2 separate regions of the Oryctolagus cuniculus genome follow, and region 2 is linked to region 1. The links are chromatin contacts, called in public Micro-C maps. All regions are on one chromosome and are shown on one strand. Each heading gives the region's core, a stretch centred on a gene start, on an enhancer-like site or on the middle of the called end of the contact. The rest is flanking DNA. Distances are from core to core; before and after follow the strand shown. Region 1 holds the start of NPC2 (NPC intracellular cholesterol transporter 2). Region 2 holds the start of FCF1 (FCF1 rRNA-processing protein).

Region 1 (6,906 bases), core at 1,832-4,331:
GGGCCCAAATCAGACCTAACTCCAAATAGGGTCAGTTAGCACAAACAGCAGAAGGGGCAGCTGCAGTGAGGCCCGACCCTGCCACCTGAGTCTAGGTTCCTTCTGCCCTGAAGCACTCCTGTGGTCTTGGTCTCCATCACTGCTGGAAATAATTCACTTGCCAGTACTCCCTGAGGGTCAGAAGTAGCAAGGCACCGGGAAAAGTCAGAAACAGGACTCATCTGACCTCTACTGTTGTTTCCAGGCAGGTTCGAAACTTATCACTCACCAGCTCTGTTGAGTTCGGGAGTCCTCCAACAGGAAGAAGAGGGCACCCAGGGGTAACCTACACATTCTCTACAAGTTTCTGAACTTCCGCTTTCTCTAACAGGAGCTATAAGCTATTCATATACGATGAAGGCGAATGGAGTAAATTAGGAAGGACAAAGAGCCAGCAGCCCTGCTCTGTGTCCTGCGAGGGCTGGATCAGAAATGCTTCCACGCCAACCCAGGATTTTAAAGTGGCACAAGCAAGGCTCAAGTCTAGTGCTCCTGTTCCCGTTTGTAATTTTTTTCTCCCCCATTTTATTTAAAGGTGGCGAGGTGGGGGTGCAGAGAAAGAAAGATTTTCCATCCACCGGTTCACTCCCGAAATGCTCAAAATAGCCAGGGCTGGGTCAGGCCAAATCCAGGCACCAAGAGTTCAATCTGGGTCTCCCACGGGGGTGGCAAGGACCTAAGTCCCCGAGCCACGGCTTGCTGTCTTCCCAGGGTGCACATTAGCAGGAAGCTGGACTGGAACCCAGGCACTCTGACATGAGGTGCAGGTATCCCAAGCACAGCACCGAACGCCACCCCCTATTGGGGATCTTGAGACTGGCTCCAGCCATGCCTGTAAGTAAGCCCTTGCAGCCCCCCAGCCCCCCAGCCTGCTCCTCCAACACTGCACAGTTCTCAAGCTGTGCACATTCTAAGCACACAAAACAGTTTGAGAAGCACTCTTCTACTCCATCCCATCATTTGTGGACAGGAAAAAATATCTATCTATATCTATGCTGACCTTGAATCAACAACCTGTTAGAAATCGGTGCTGATGTGGAGGCTTTGAGTTGTCCGGTTTCTACACGCTTCTTGCAAGCACAGGTCCCGTGACCCGGCAGGAACGAAGCAAAAGGCGCCACTCACAGTCCTTTCCTCCTGGTTTTTAGCTACCATGTTGTTCTTGGACTTCAAATGCCACCAGAACAAACTCCTTAGCTGTACCCTCAAACATTGCAAAACTGAAGTCTAAGAGGCTCTGCGGGCACCACCACTTCAGGAAATCTCACAGCAGGGGAAGTCCCACAGAGACTTTTGATGTGGGTGCGGATGTTGTCACCTTGTATTTCCTAATTCGAAAGTAAATTGAGAATCTGTAGCAGCCGCCCCCTTCCCTTGGAGAAATTCTTCCCCCAGGTGTGTACCTTCCCCTTTCAAATGACTAACGACTTCTGGATTGGTTTTTTTCAATGTTCCCTCAGAAACCTGAAGCTCACAAAGACCTACCACTTTCCTACTGCTTACTTGGCTCCCATGGGCTAGTGCCTCAGTCTCATCTGTAACAGAGTCTAAGGACCGGATGAGTTAATACAGTGTCTTCCTCCACACATAGACACTGAGTTTAGTGGAGGAAAAGGCAGTACTATGAGGCAAAAATAGCATTTTTCAAGTGCCGGCCTCCCAGTTGGGTGGGACGGCCCGGCAGAGTCTAGTCCTTAGACAGTCCTGCCCCAGCCCAGGATTTTACTTATGTCTCCACACACATTTTGAAGATGCCGTGGAAAGAGTACCCACTCACTCATTCACTTTTTCAACACGTATGAGTGCACTTCAAAAAACTGCATGGGAAAACAGCAATTAAAAGATAGTTTGGGTGCAAACATTTTTGAAATCCATGCATAGTTTTTTTTAAATTTATTTATTTATTTTTTATAATACCTTTCCCAGGAACGTTTTGTACTTCTTTCCTAGCTACTGAGCAGGGACTGCTCTCGGCATATTCCGGTTCTCTTCTGCCTATGCCTTCGGGTAAGTTAGCGAAGGAGGCAGGAAGTCAATGATTGACTACAAGAGCTCCAAGCCTCCTTCCTGCTCAGGTATTCTGCAAGATCGGTTTCCCGTCCCTTTCACGCCCCACCCCCCCCCCCCCCCCCCGCTCCGCCCCACCTCCCAACACCACTGAGTCAGTCTCCACAATGACTTCTATAGACCATGGCCGGATGCGTCCACTGCCCCCTTTGTTATTTTCCAACAGAGTGCGACCGCAGCGCGAGAGGCAGTTGAGGGTCATAAGCCGCGACTGGAAACGCGATGCATTTCGTAGGAGGAAAAAAATGACTTAGAATCCCGAGAATGTGTGACAGGGGAAGCCCTCAGTAGTAAGAATAGAACAGAGGAGGGGAACTGACTTGCGTCTTGTCAGCAAAAGGGAATAAGAAAGCAAAAGAAGCCGGAGGAAGTCTGCACCCTCACCCCCTGGATCCCGACCTGTTGTCCGCCCCACAAACTTGAAACTTAGGACAGAGGCCCAGGGACCCCAAAACACGCGTCCCAAGGAGAGACACAAAGTTGTGTGCGGCCGAGTTGCCTCGAGGCCAGCACGTTCTCCCCCCAGAAGCCCCCGGGTCCGAGGCTGAGCCTGGCCGTCCGAGGATCCCACCCCAACCCAGCCTGAGGTGGCAGCGCGGGGCGGGACCCTGGGGCCGGCCCGGGGCTCACCGCAGTCCTTGAACCGCACCGGCTCGGCCTGGACCGCGGCGGCGCCGAGCGCCAGGAGCAGGAACGCAGCAGTCAGGAAGCGCATGGTGGTTAACCAGGCTCTAGGCTCGAGGAAGCAAGGAGTGGACGCCGCGGTCACAAGATAAACCTGATGGGGCGGGCCAGGGGAGGGGCCCCGTCAGGCGACCGGTCACCAGCGACGAGGCCGAGGTCCGCCCGGGCCCCGCCCGCGGGAGCCAGGCCCCGAGCGCTCGGGCCCAGACGCTCGCTGTCCCGCCCATCAGGTCCGCTCAGAGCACTGGAGGACGCCGTCCCAGCTCCGCCCTGCCCAGCTCCTCCCCTGAGCGCTCCGCCCCAGTTTTCTTGGCCCGCCCCTGCTTTCCAATCGGGACCATTTCTTAGCCAATCAAACCCCTTCTCCTCCTGCATAGCCCAATAGGCACGCTCGGGGGGCGGGGAATCAGCGAGGCTCCACCCTCCGGCGTATTCTCTCCGCCTCCGAGACCCGGACGAAGGCGGTGATAAAGGCGGTGCGAGGGGCGGGATTCTTGGGGGCAAGATGGCGGCTGCCCGCGTGTTGTCGCTAGCGGCCTCGGCGTTGAAAGCTGTCGCCCGCTGGCCGAGGGGCAGGTACTAAGGCTAGAAGGGCACTTGGGGTGGACGTTAGGTCTGGCGCCTCCGGGGGAAAGGGGAAACTGAGGCCGGAGGGGGAAGCGAGGATGTGGCGTGAAGCCGTGCCGGTGGGGGTCTCGGGGCTTGGCGTGAAGCTGCCTCAGCGGGGGTCGCCAGGCGTCCTTCTGTTCCCGGACTCGTCTTCCTCCCTTGCGCCGCAGGCTCCTGGCGGCCTCTCCGGGACTTCAGGCGCGTCGGGAAGCGTCGTCCTCCGGTCCCGAGGCTGGCGAAGGGCAGATCCGACTCACGGACAGCTGCGTCCAGGTAAGGGGGTCGCCCGCGACGCCGAGCCCGCCCCGCACCTGCCCTCTCCCTCCGCTGGCCGGCGTTTCCGATCCCGGTTCCTGAATTTCAGAGGCTCCTGGAAATCACCGAAGGGTCAGAATTCCTCCGGCTGGAGGTGGAGGGAGGAGGATGCTCCGGATTCCAGTACAAGTTTTCGCTGGACACGGTCATCAACCCCGACGACAGGCAAGGAGAAGGGGACGGGCCCCCAGCGGACGCGCGGGAGGGACAGAGTGTGTCCAGTTTAAGGTGCACTCTGATTCCGAGCGTAAAGGGTTTGCGTTGTTTTTGAAGAGTTCCCTAAGGGTGGTTAGCACCGCCCTTCTCACACAGTGAGGATGCAAGAATTGTTGGTCTTGATTCAGTGTAGCTGATTTATAGTGGGGGAAATGGGCCCGCCCAGGTCCACAGTAGCGTGACAGGCTGGGCTGCATTCCAGGCTTCAGTCCCTGAGCGTTTCCCAGCGTTCCTAAGAAAATCAGCCCCTGTTGGAGGGAGGTGGTGCCTAACGCGATCGGAAAGCCGAGGACTGTGCACCCCTGGGCTGCACCCCTGGGTGAGGCTCCTTCACGGCTTCCTGCTGTCTCTGCAGGGTTTTTGAGCAGGGTGGAGCCAGAGTGGTGGTGGACTCTGATAGCCTGGCCTTCGTGAAAGGGGCCCAGGTGGACTTCAGCCAAGAACTGATCCGGAGCTCGTTTCAAGTGTTGAACAATCCTCAGGCACAGCAGGGCTGTTCCTGTGGGTCATCCTTCTCTGTCAAGCTGTGATGGGACCGTAGGTGGCCCCGAGGCGCGCTGCCGACGGAGGAGCCTGGGTTGGTAGAATTCTGGAGGTAGCCTTCTAATCATGTCCCTCTTCCAGTTTTATTTCCCTCGATGCAGGATCCAAGAGTGTTGTGTTTTGCCACTGTTATTTCAGAATGTGAGCTTTTACTCTTGACTAAATTCCACCCCTGCCCCCCCATCCCCAATACAATAGTGGTTTAATGTATAATGGATAGACTGTCCAAGACTCCATCATTTGGAAGCACTTCTCTGGGCCTCAAAGCTGCTTGTACATATGTGTATAGCTATGTATAAAAACCTCCTTTTAAAGAAAGGCCTCATTTTCGTGTGTTTTGGATTATGGTCCTAGGTTGGGCAGCTTGGACACCAGTTGCTAGGCTAGACAGGGTGAGAAAAGCAAATGAAATGTTCTCTTCCTTCCGAGATGTGCCCCATTCTCCACTTCCCATTTGACAGGAGAGGGCAGGTGCATTTTACTCTGCTCCAGGAGTCAAAACCAAGAGCTCATCACCCAGGACATTTGGACCAACCCTCCACTGATAGCTGAATTATTTGAAAAACTCCTCCCTACTGTATACTCATAAAGACTTGTCAAGGTTCAGCAACTGACTATTTTTAGGATATGCTAATTCACTTATGATGTAAACTGACTCTGGTTTCTACATAGCAGTAAGTGGTTCTTGGTTTGTGTAGATAATAGATACATAGGGACCTTTTTAGACTGGGTTACCAGATGAAATGCAGGATGCTCAGTTAAATTTGAATTTCAAATGAACAAGTAATTTTGGTTAGTATGGGTATGCCTCAGTGCACAAAACATACTAAAGTTATTTATTGTTTATCTGGAATTCTAATTTAATTGGACATCCTCCTTCTCTCTCTCTCTATACATATACATATACATATACATATATATATATTTAAAAGACTTATTTATTTGAGAGGTATAGTTACAGAGAGAAGGAGAGACAGAAAGAAAGGTCTTCCATCCGCTGGTTCATGCCTCAGATGGCTGCAATGGCCAGAGCTGAGGAGCCAGGAGCTTCTTCCAGGTCTCCCACGTGGATACAGGGGCCCAAAGACTTGGGCCATCTTCTGCTGCTTTCACAGGCCATAGCAGAGAGCTGGATCAGAAGAGGAGTAGCCAGAATTTGAACCAGTGCCCATATGAGATTTCCATGCCATAGGCAGAGGGTTAGCCCACTACGTCACAGCACCGGCCCCATCCTATATGTGTGTGTGTGTATATATATATATATATATATTTTTTTTTTTTTTTTTGACAGGCAGAGTGGACAGTGAGAGAGAGAGACAGAGAGAAAGGTCTTCCTTTGCCGTTGGTTCACCCTCCAATGGCCGGTGCGCTGTGGCTGGCCCACCGCGCTGATCCGATGGCAGGAGCCAAGTGCTTCTCCTGGTCTCCCATGGGGTGCATGGCCCAAGCACTTGGGCCATCCTCCACTGCACTCCTGGGCCACAGCAGAGAGCTGGCCTGGAAGAGGGGCAACCGGGACAGAATCCGGCGCCCCGACCGGGACTAGAACCCGGTGTACCAGTGCCGCAAGGTGGAGGATTAGCCTAGTGAGCCGCGGCGCCGGCCCCTATATATTTTTTTAAAATATTTTCATTAGAGCAACAAAGAGAGTGAACTTCCATCCACTGGTTCACTCCCCAAATGCCTGCAACAACCAGGGCTGGGCCAAACCAGAGCCAAATACCCCAAACTCCATTCAGGTGCTCCACATGCATGGCAGGGCCCAGGTACTTGAGCCATCGTCTGCTTCTGCTGCATCCCAGTATTCATTAGCAGGAAGCTGGAATGAAGTGGAAATGCAAGGACTTTAATTGGGATGTGTGTGTCCTAAGCTGTAGTTGAACTCACTGCCATAATGCTGGCCTCTAGCATTCTGTATTTTTCTTTTAAAGATTTATGTATGTATTTGAAAGGCAGCGTTACAGAGAGAGAGAGAGAGAGAGAGAAGTCTTCCCTCTACTGGTTCACTCCCCAAATGTTTGCACTGGCTGAAGCTGGGCTGATCTGAAGCCAGGAGCCAGGAGCTGCTTCCTAGTCTCCCACCCAGGTGCAGCAGCCCAAGTACTTGGGCCACCTTCTACTGCTTTCCCAGGCCATAGCAGAGAGCTGGATCGGAAGTGGAGCAGCCAGGACTTGAACTGGTGCCCATATGGGATGCCGGCACTGCAGGCGGCGGCTTTATCCGCTACGCCACAGTGCCGGCCCCCATCCTGTATTGTTGCTATATCAGGCAACCCTACTTCAGGGTCACTGAAAGAAAAGCTTTTAAACCGTAAGTTTTGGTGAATTTTATTTTTGTTTGAATATTCATGCTGATTCATTCCCCAAATGCCCACAACAGCTAGCGCTGGATCAGGCTGAAGCCGGGAACCTGGAACTCAGTCTGGGTCTTAC
Region 2 (6,906 bases), core at 1,246-3,745, 200 kb after region 1:
TAAAATTGAAATACAAGATGTTCTTTCATTATCCGTAACAATTTATAAAGAAATGTTACCAACTTAAATTAGTAACTTAGACCAATTAGAGAATGGAATGGAGTCCAAGCCCAATTACGGGTCCAATGCCTTGAGATTCTTTCTCTTTAAGACTGCAGGAAAATCAAAACAATTCTCTTGACTGTTGAGAAGGACTAAAATAATTTCTTTTCACAAGTATGTACCCAAAAGCAATTACTTTCTACTCCCACTCAACACAAATCAACACCACCTCCCCACTTCCCACCCCAAAGAACGCAATAAAGTATCTGAGTGCTTTAATCCCAGGCTACAAAAACCTCACATTGCAATAAATTACAATATAACAAAACCTATTTTTCTAAGTACATTCTGATCCCCTATGTTGTTCCTACACTAATTTAACTCCCTGTCAAGTATAAACAATCAAGCAAATCAGAAAATTCTCAGAATAAAAACTAGGTTTTTAAAAAAAAAAAAAAAACTTATTGTGCATGGATTACAAAATTAATTAAGGATCCACATTATCAAGGGAGTGTTTTTCTGTCAATGCCTGAATTTATTTTTTTCTTTTTAAGATTTGAAAGGCAGATTTAGAAAGGAGAGAGCAAGCGAGCACACCCCCATCTGCTGGTTCACACCCCAAAAGACCACAAAGCAGGGCAACAGAGGCTGAAATAATTCAAATGCAAATTACTACTTGATTATACACAACTTTCCCTCTGAACCTTTATATAATCAGTCTACTAATGTTAAAAAAAAGTGACCACCTTTGCAAAAAATGTGTTGCCTAATCACAAAAGACATCCAAATGCATGAGAAAAAGTGGCTGCTATCAGCTCTGTTCATGAATGATGGGCTGGCAGAGACAAGCCGTTCCAAGTCAGGAACTCCAGTAACCTCAAACAGATACATACAGTATCTGCAGATGCTTCAATAAGAAAACTACTTCAACAGCAAAATTCAGAGCCTACAGAAATGTGAACTATGAAGCTATCTGAACACATGCCCAAAAGAGAAAGAAGCGGGAAGAATGCAGTCTACTCCCAAAGCAACCCAAGAAACCACCCTGCAACCAAGGCTTTCGAAACTTGAAAACTTAATAAGGTTTCCAAGGTTTATCACCACCTTCAGGTTCCAAAATAGATCAACTATATTTAAAAAAAAAAAAAAAAACTAGCATAAAATTCCAACCCTAACCACACTCCTCTACGTTGGAAGATACACAACGCTAACAGGAAATACTGGAAGGGTTTTTTCGTGGTAGCCCGCGTTCTGTGAACTTCATATTTTACCCTAAGTCCTGATGACATTCCTGTAAGGCACAGACTACTATAATTATCTCCATTTAACAGATGGAGAAACTGAGGCACAGATTAATCCACTCAACGACATACAGCTTGTGAGAGACCCCATCCCCATCAATCTAGAAAGTTCATGTTAACCAATACACCACCTTTTTTTCTATCTGTTAATTTTTCTGGCCTCCAACCACCAGGATAGCACCGTGTAATAATAAAGAATGGGTTTTGGGTTCAACTAAATCCAAACAGACCAAGTCTGGGCCCCAGCTTCTCCACGTGCAAAAGGACGGTGCTTAAGTGATTGTGAAGGTCAGAGAAGGTAAATTACACGTACAGGACAAAGGTTTTTAAAGCTCAAGTTTACAGACCTAGAGGACCCACGGTGGGTATGCAAGCCCATTTTTAAAAGAGTTGTCCCTGCCTTTCCACTGACTTTTAAAGGATATACGATCTTTAAAAGGTTAAGAACCGCTGCAACTCATGGTAGGTATTCAAGAAAAAGGAAAATTTAAAAAAGCAAGTTATCTTTCCCTTTTTGTTCTCACAAAGTCTCTCTTTCCCCTTAAGTTAGGTACCCCACGGCTTCATAATATATATCGACCGTCTCCCACCGTCTTCCCGGCCTGGTCAGCAGGCACACACGCCGGCTAATCCTCAACTGTCCAGTGACAGCCTGAAGAAGACCCTCAAACGCGGCTTCACCCCTCTTTGCCGCGACGAACGCGCGGTGTCCACTCGCGGAGGGTCGCCCACCTAGCGGTACGAAGCACCGGGCCTGCTGGGAGCACCGATTAGCAACCAAAGCCACAGGCTTGCACCGCAGAGACTTGATGCCGAGCACTGGGGAACAAGGAGAATGTGTTTCCCAAAACTACTGGGTAACCCAGGCTTCCGACCTCCCTACCCTGTGCTCCCTCCTCCTGGAACCCTGGTGCAGGCAGATCTGGGCTCCACCTCGGGCTGGAGAGAAACGTTACCCGAGCTGGGGGTGGCAGCGCGGCGAAGCGGCAGCCCTGGTGTCCTGGAAGGTGACAGCAACACCCAGCAGTAGATCACTAGCAAGCAACCCTCACCCCTTAAAAAACCCCAGCACAGGTTTCCGACGGGTCTGACAAGCCGGCTCGGGACTTTTCCGTTTCCCAAGTGACTTCCGCTTCCGGGCTACCCTTTACCGGAAACAGTAGCAGATGACGTAAAAGTGTCGCGCTATCGGTGATTCCGGAAGAACCAAGAGTACGGCAAGAGCATGGTAAGGGAGGGGGTCCAAGACTGGGTTGTCTGAGGCTACTGTACGGAGGGATTCTGTGCTTGGCAAAATTTCGCCCGCATTCCCCTAGTTTGTGCTCATTCTGGTCTTTAAAAATCCTCCGAGCGGAACCGGTTATGCCTTAGCGAATGGGGAGAGGGGTGTGTTCGCGGGAAGAGGGGACGGGAATGGACACAAAAAAAGAAGGGACTTTTCAAAATGCAGTGCGTTTCCAACTCTTTTAACTTTACGATTTCTGTTTCAAGGGGAAGCAAAAGAAAGCAAGGAAGTATGCGACCATGAAGCGAATGCTTAGTCTAAGAGATGAGAGGCTGTAAGTGTCCGCAATCAGCTGGGTCTTAGTTGCCAGCGGTACGGGGGAAGAAGTAGGAAAAGCTTTTGTGTTTTGTTTGTTTTTACTTTGAATGTTGTTGCCTTAGATTTATTCTCATGGGGTAGTAGTCACACAGTTACACTGGGAAAGACCTGGGAGTTAAACATTTCTTGAGTGAACACCTTGTTGTATTATGTGCCACATTACGTTTAAGGATGCTAACAGTTTTGTGAGAGGTCGATGTGCGAATCTTTATCTTGTTACAGCACAACGTTCCCCAGAGGGGGAAAATGCGTTTTTGATCTATGTTGAAAGATGGTGAGGTCAGAGGACATATTTGTCTTGGGTCTCCAGCATCTGACCCTCAAATGTTTTTTAAAGAGAATGGGAAAGTTCTCCGTTTTATAAATCGTAAAGGAATCCAGATCACCTTGGAAGAGAGGGCAGTAGTAGTCCCTGTCACAAAGAAGACCTAAATAACTGCGTCAGTGAGTTTAAGAGACTCCGAACAAGAGAATAGTCCTTAGAGCCTTCAAAAGTATTCTCAGCCTGCCTTTTTTTATTTTTTAAGATTTTTCTTTTTGAAAGTCAGAGTTACAGAGAGAAGGAGAGGCAGAGAGAGAGAGAAAGGTCTTCCATCTGCTGGTTCACTCCCCAATTGGCCGCAACTGCACCAATCCAGAGCCAGGAGCCAGGAGCTTCTTCCGGGTCTCCCATGTGTGTGTGTAGGGGCCCAAGGCCTTGGGCCATCTTCTACTGCTTTCCCAGGCCATAGCAGAGAGCTGGATTGGAAGTGGAGCAGCCAAGACTCGAACCAGCGCCCATATGGGATGCTGGCACTGCAGGAGGCAGCTTTACCCACTACGCCACAGTGGCGGCTCCTCAGCCTGCCTTTAATGTGAAGTTATTATGTCATTTTTTAAGAATGACACCCCATCAGTAATATTTTCTTCCTACCTAACATTTAACTTTTGTGTATGCATTGTTAAGGTTTAGCCTTTATAAGAGGCTTATGGGAGAATCCTTTCCCCTCCAACTTATACGGGATCTGAGTCTTGGTAAGATAAAAGTCAGCCTGTTTCCCTGCTGCTTAGCTGTGGGTTTTGATCCTTGTTATGAGAGCTCCTAACCAAAAAAAAAAAAAAAAAAAAGATAACATAATCAATTGTATTGGCCTGTTAACAGTTTTTATGGAATCCTGGCTGTACTGATTAGTTTTGAGACTTCCAGGCTGCTTCCCACTGCGGTGATTTGCTCGGAAAATGTATGCTGATGTGAACGTAAAGCAGTTACAAAGTAGGATGTCTTCTGTGTACCAAAAAAAAAAATGGTAGAATGAGATTATAACTACTGTGTGCTTTTTTCTTCTTAGTAAAGAAAAGGATAGATTAAAACCTAAGAAGAAGGAAAAGAAGGACCCCAGTGCACTGAAGGAAAGAGAAGTGTGAGTAACCAGAAGCTTCAGGTTTTCCTTTGGAATTTGAAGCGATGTTCTCAGAACCACAGGCCTCTTAGAAATCCCTGCTTATCTATTTGAGAGGTAGAGCTACAGAGAGAGGTCATCCTATGGTTCACTCCCCAGATGGCTGCAACAGCCAGAGCCAGAGCTTCTTCCGGGTCTCCCACGTGGGTGCAAGGGCCCAAGGACTTGGCCCATCTTCTACTACTTTCCTAGGCCATAACAGAGACGGATGGGAAGTGGAGCATCCAGGACTCGAACTGGCACTCATATGACATACAGGCACTGTAGGCTGAGGCTTGGCCTACTACACCACAGTGCAGGCCCCTGAAGGTTTCAATATTTCGGGGAGCAGCAAAATTACCCCTAAAATCCTGGGAATATAATGTAACCCTATTAACTTCTTTTATTGCCAAGAATTTTTTTTTTAAATTGTGGTTTAACACACCAGCATAAAAGAGAGACTGAATAACCAAAAGAAAGTAAGGATTTATTTTTAGAATAAAGATTATTGCTTTAAAATAAGTATTTCATTTTGTTCATTGATGATGGATATATCATCATGGCTGGGTACTGGTCCATAAACTACTGTTAAAAATTCAACGCAGATTCACCCTCAGATTCAGCCCCAACATCTTGAGCTTTCAGATGAGAAACAGACCCTGCCATGTATAGTGTATAACCCTCACTTTGGGCAAGCCCTGTCACCTTCCATACAACCCTTTTAGGAGTCTGTGAGAACGGCAAATTGGTAGCATCATTCTCACCATGACAGCTGTGGTCTACCTCCCTGTACCCATGGCTGTTCTGTGTCTGATACAGGAACTCATATGAAGTGTGCAAGTGAACTTGAGATTAAGATATGCTGTTATTTCCTTCCTTGCCTTTTTAGGATTTATTTTCAATGAACAAGAGAAAGTTTTATCTGTGGTACCCTGTCCAGAGACTTGCTTTTTTGTTTTTGTTGATGCGCCAAAGTGCCAAATGGACGTGACTTGATGTTCTTAATTTCTTTTTCCATCAGCCCCCAGCACCCTTCCTGCTTATTCTTCCAATATAACACTCAGCTGGGCCCACCTTACCACATCCTCGTTGATACCAACTTTATCAACTTTTCCATTAAAGCCAAACTGGACTTAATACAATCAATGATGGATTGTCTGTATGCCAAGTGTGAGTATTATACTTTTATATTTCTGCAGCATTTGTTTACCATAATCATATGTATCCAAATACATGAAGAGGGGTGTGGACTTCCGGTCACCTGGACTGTTGTCCATTTATTCTGCAGTGGCCACTACAGCAGTGATCATTCTCAATAAATTGAAATTAATGCATCCTTGACTGGGAATAATTAAGCTTTCACAATTCAGAAAACAGAGTGCTTTAATCATCATTATGGACATTGATTTTGAACATAGGTGGGAGAGTTTCTATTTTAGAATTTAGATTTTTTTTAATAGATTTATTTATTTATTTGAAAGTCAGAGTTACACAGAGAGAAGAGAGGCACAGAGAGAGTGAGAAGTCTTCCATCTGCTGGTTCACTCCCCAATTGACTGGAGCTCCACCAGTCCAAAGCCAGGAGCCAGGAGCTTCTGGGTTTCCCATGTGGGTGCAGAGGCCCAAGGACTTGGGTCATCTTCCACTGCTTTCCCAGGCCATAGCTGAGAGGTGGATCAGAACCGGCACCCATATGGGGTGCTGGCACTGCAAGCAGCAGCTTTACCTGCTACACCACAGTGCCGGCCCCAGAAATCTAGATTTTTTAAGTTGCGGATAAATGAAAAGCTGTTCTGTTTTTCAGTATACATATTCTTCTTTAGAATTTTTTTTAAGGATTTATTTATTTACTTGGAAGAGTTACACAGAGAGAGGAGAGAGCGAGAGAGAGAGGTGTCTTCCATCCGCAAGTTCACCTCCAATTGGCCGCAACGGCCAGAGCTGCACCAATCCAAAGCCAGGAGCCAGGCGCCTCTTCTGGGTCTCCCACATGGGTGGCAGGAGCCCAAGGACTTGGGCCATCTTCCACTGCTTTCCCAGGCCACAGCAGAGCGCTGGATCAGAAGTGGAGCAGCCAGGACACAAACCGGCACTCATATGTGACACTGACACTGGAGGCAGCGGGTTTACCTGCTACGCCACAGTGCTAGCCCCTTTCTTCAGAATTTTTTAAAAATTTATTTGAGAGTCAGAGAGACACATTGAGATAGAGCTCCTGTATTCACTGGTTTATTTCCCAAATACCTGCAACAGCCTCCAGTGCCTGATGCCCCAATCCAGATCCCCCGTATGAGTGCTAGAAACCCAAAACTTGAGCCGTCACATCTGCCTCCCAGGTTCTGCATTAGTAGGAAACAGAGTCATAAGCAGAGCCAAGTATTGAAACTAGGCACTCTGACATGAGATGTGGGCATCTTGACTGCTGTCCATGGCAGTGATCTAGGGAGTAATCAGAGAATGGAAGATCTGTGTCTCCCTCTCTCTCTCTCTCTTTTTTTTTTTTTTTTTTTTGACAGGCAGAGTGGACAGTGAGAGAGAGAGA

Evidence for each region. A called contact is a pair of places that touch in the nucleus more often than the background predicts.
Region 2: a Micro-C map of ear pinna shows a contact between it and region 1, with 3 times the contacts expected there. The contact joins the promoter of FCF1 here to the promoter of NPC2 in region 1. A contact is called at or near these places in 2 of 6 Hi-C or Micro-C datasets (ear pinna and embryonic fibroblasts).

Annotation. Positions count from the first base shown.
Region 1 is chr20:20,584,160-20,591,065 of mOryCun1.1, forward strand. NPC2 (NPC intracellular cholesterol transporter 2) reads right to left here and starts at 3,082. Exons shown (of 4, transcript XM_002719582.5): 1 at 2,737-3,082. The coding sequence starts at 2,821. ISCA2 (iron-sulfur cluster assembly 2) reads left to right here and starts at 3,154. Exons shown (of 5, transcript XM_070065269.1): 1 at 3,154-3,366; 2 at 3,570-3,672; 3 at 3,764-3,879. The coding sequence starts at 3,296.
Region 2 is chr20:20,782,853-20,789,758 of mOryCun1.1, forward strand. FCF1 (FCF1 rRNA-processing protein) reads left to right here and starts at 2,496. Exons shown (of 8, transcript XM_002719647.5): 1 at 2,496-2,571; 2 at 2,835-2,902; 3 at 4,275-4,346; 4 at 5,386-5,534. The coding sequence starts at 2,569. It overlaps AREL1 (apoptosis resistant E3 ubiquitin protein ligase 1), which reads right to left and starts at 2,507. Exons shown (of 20, transcript XM_070065274.1): 1 at 2,396-2,507.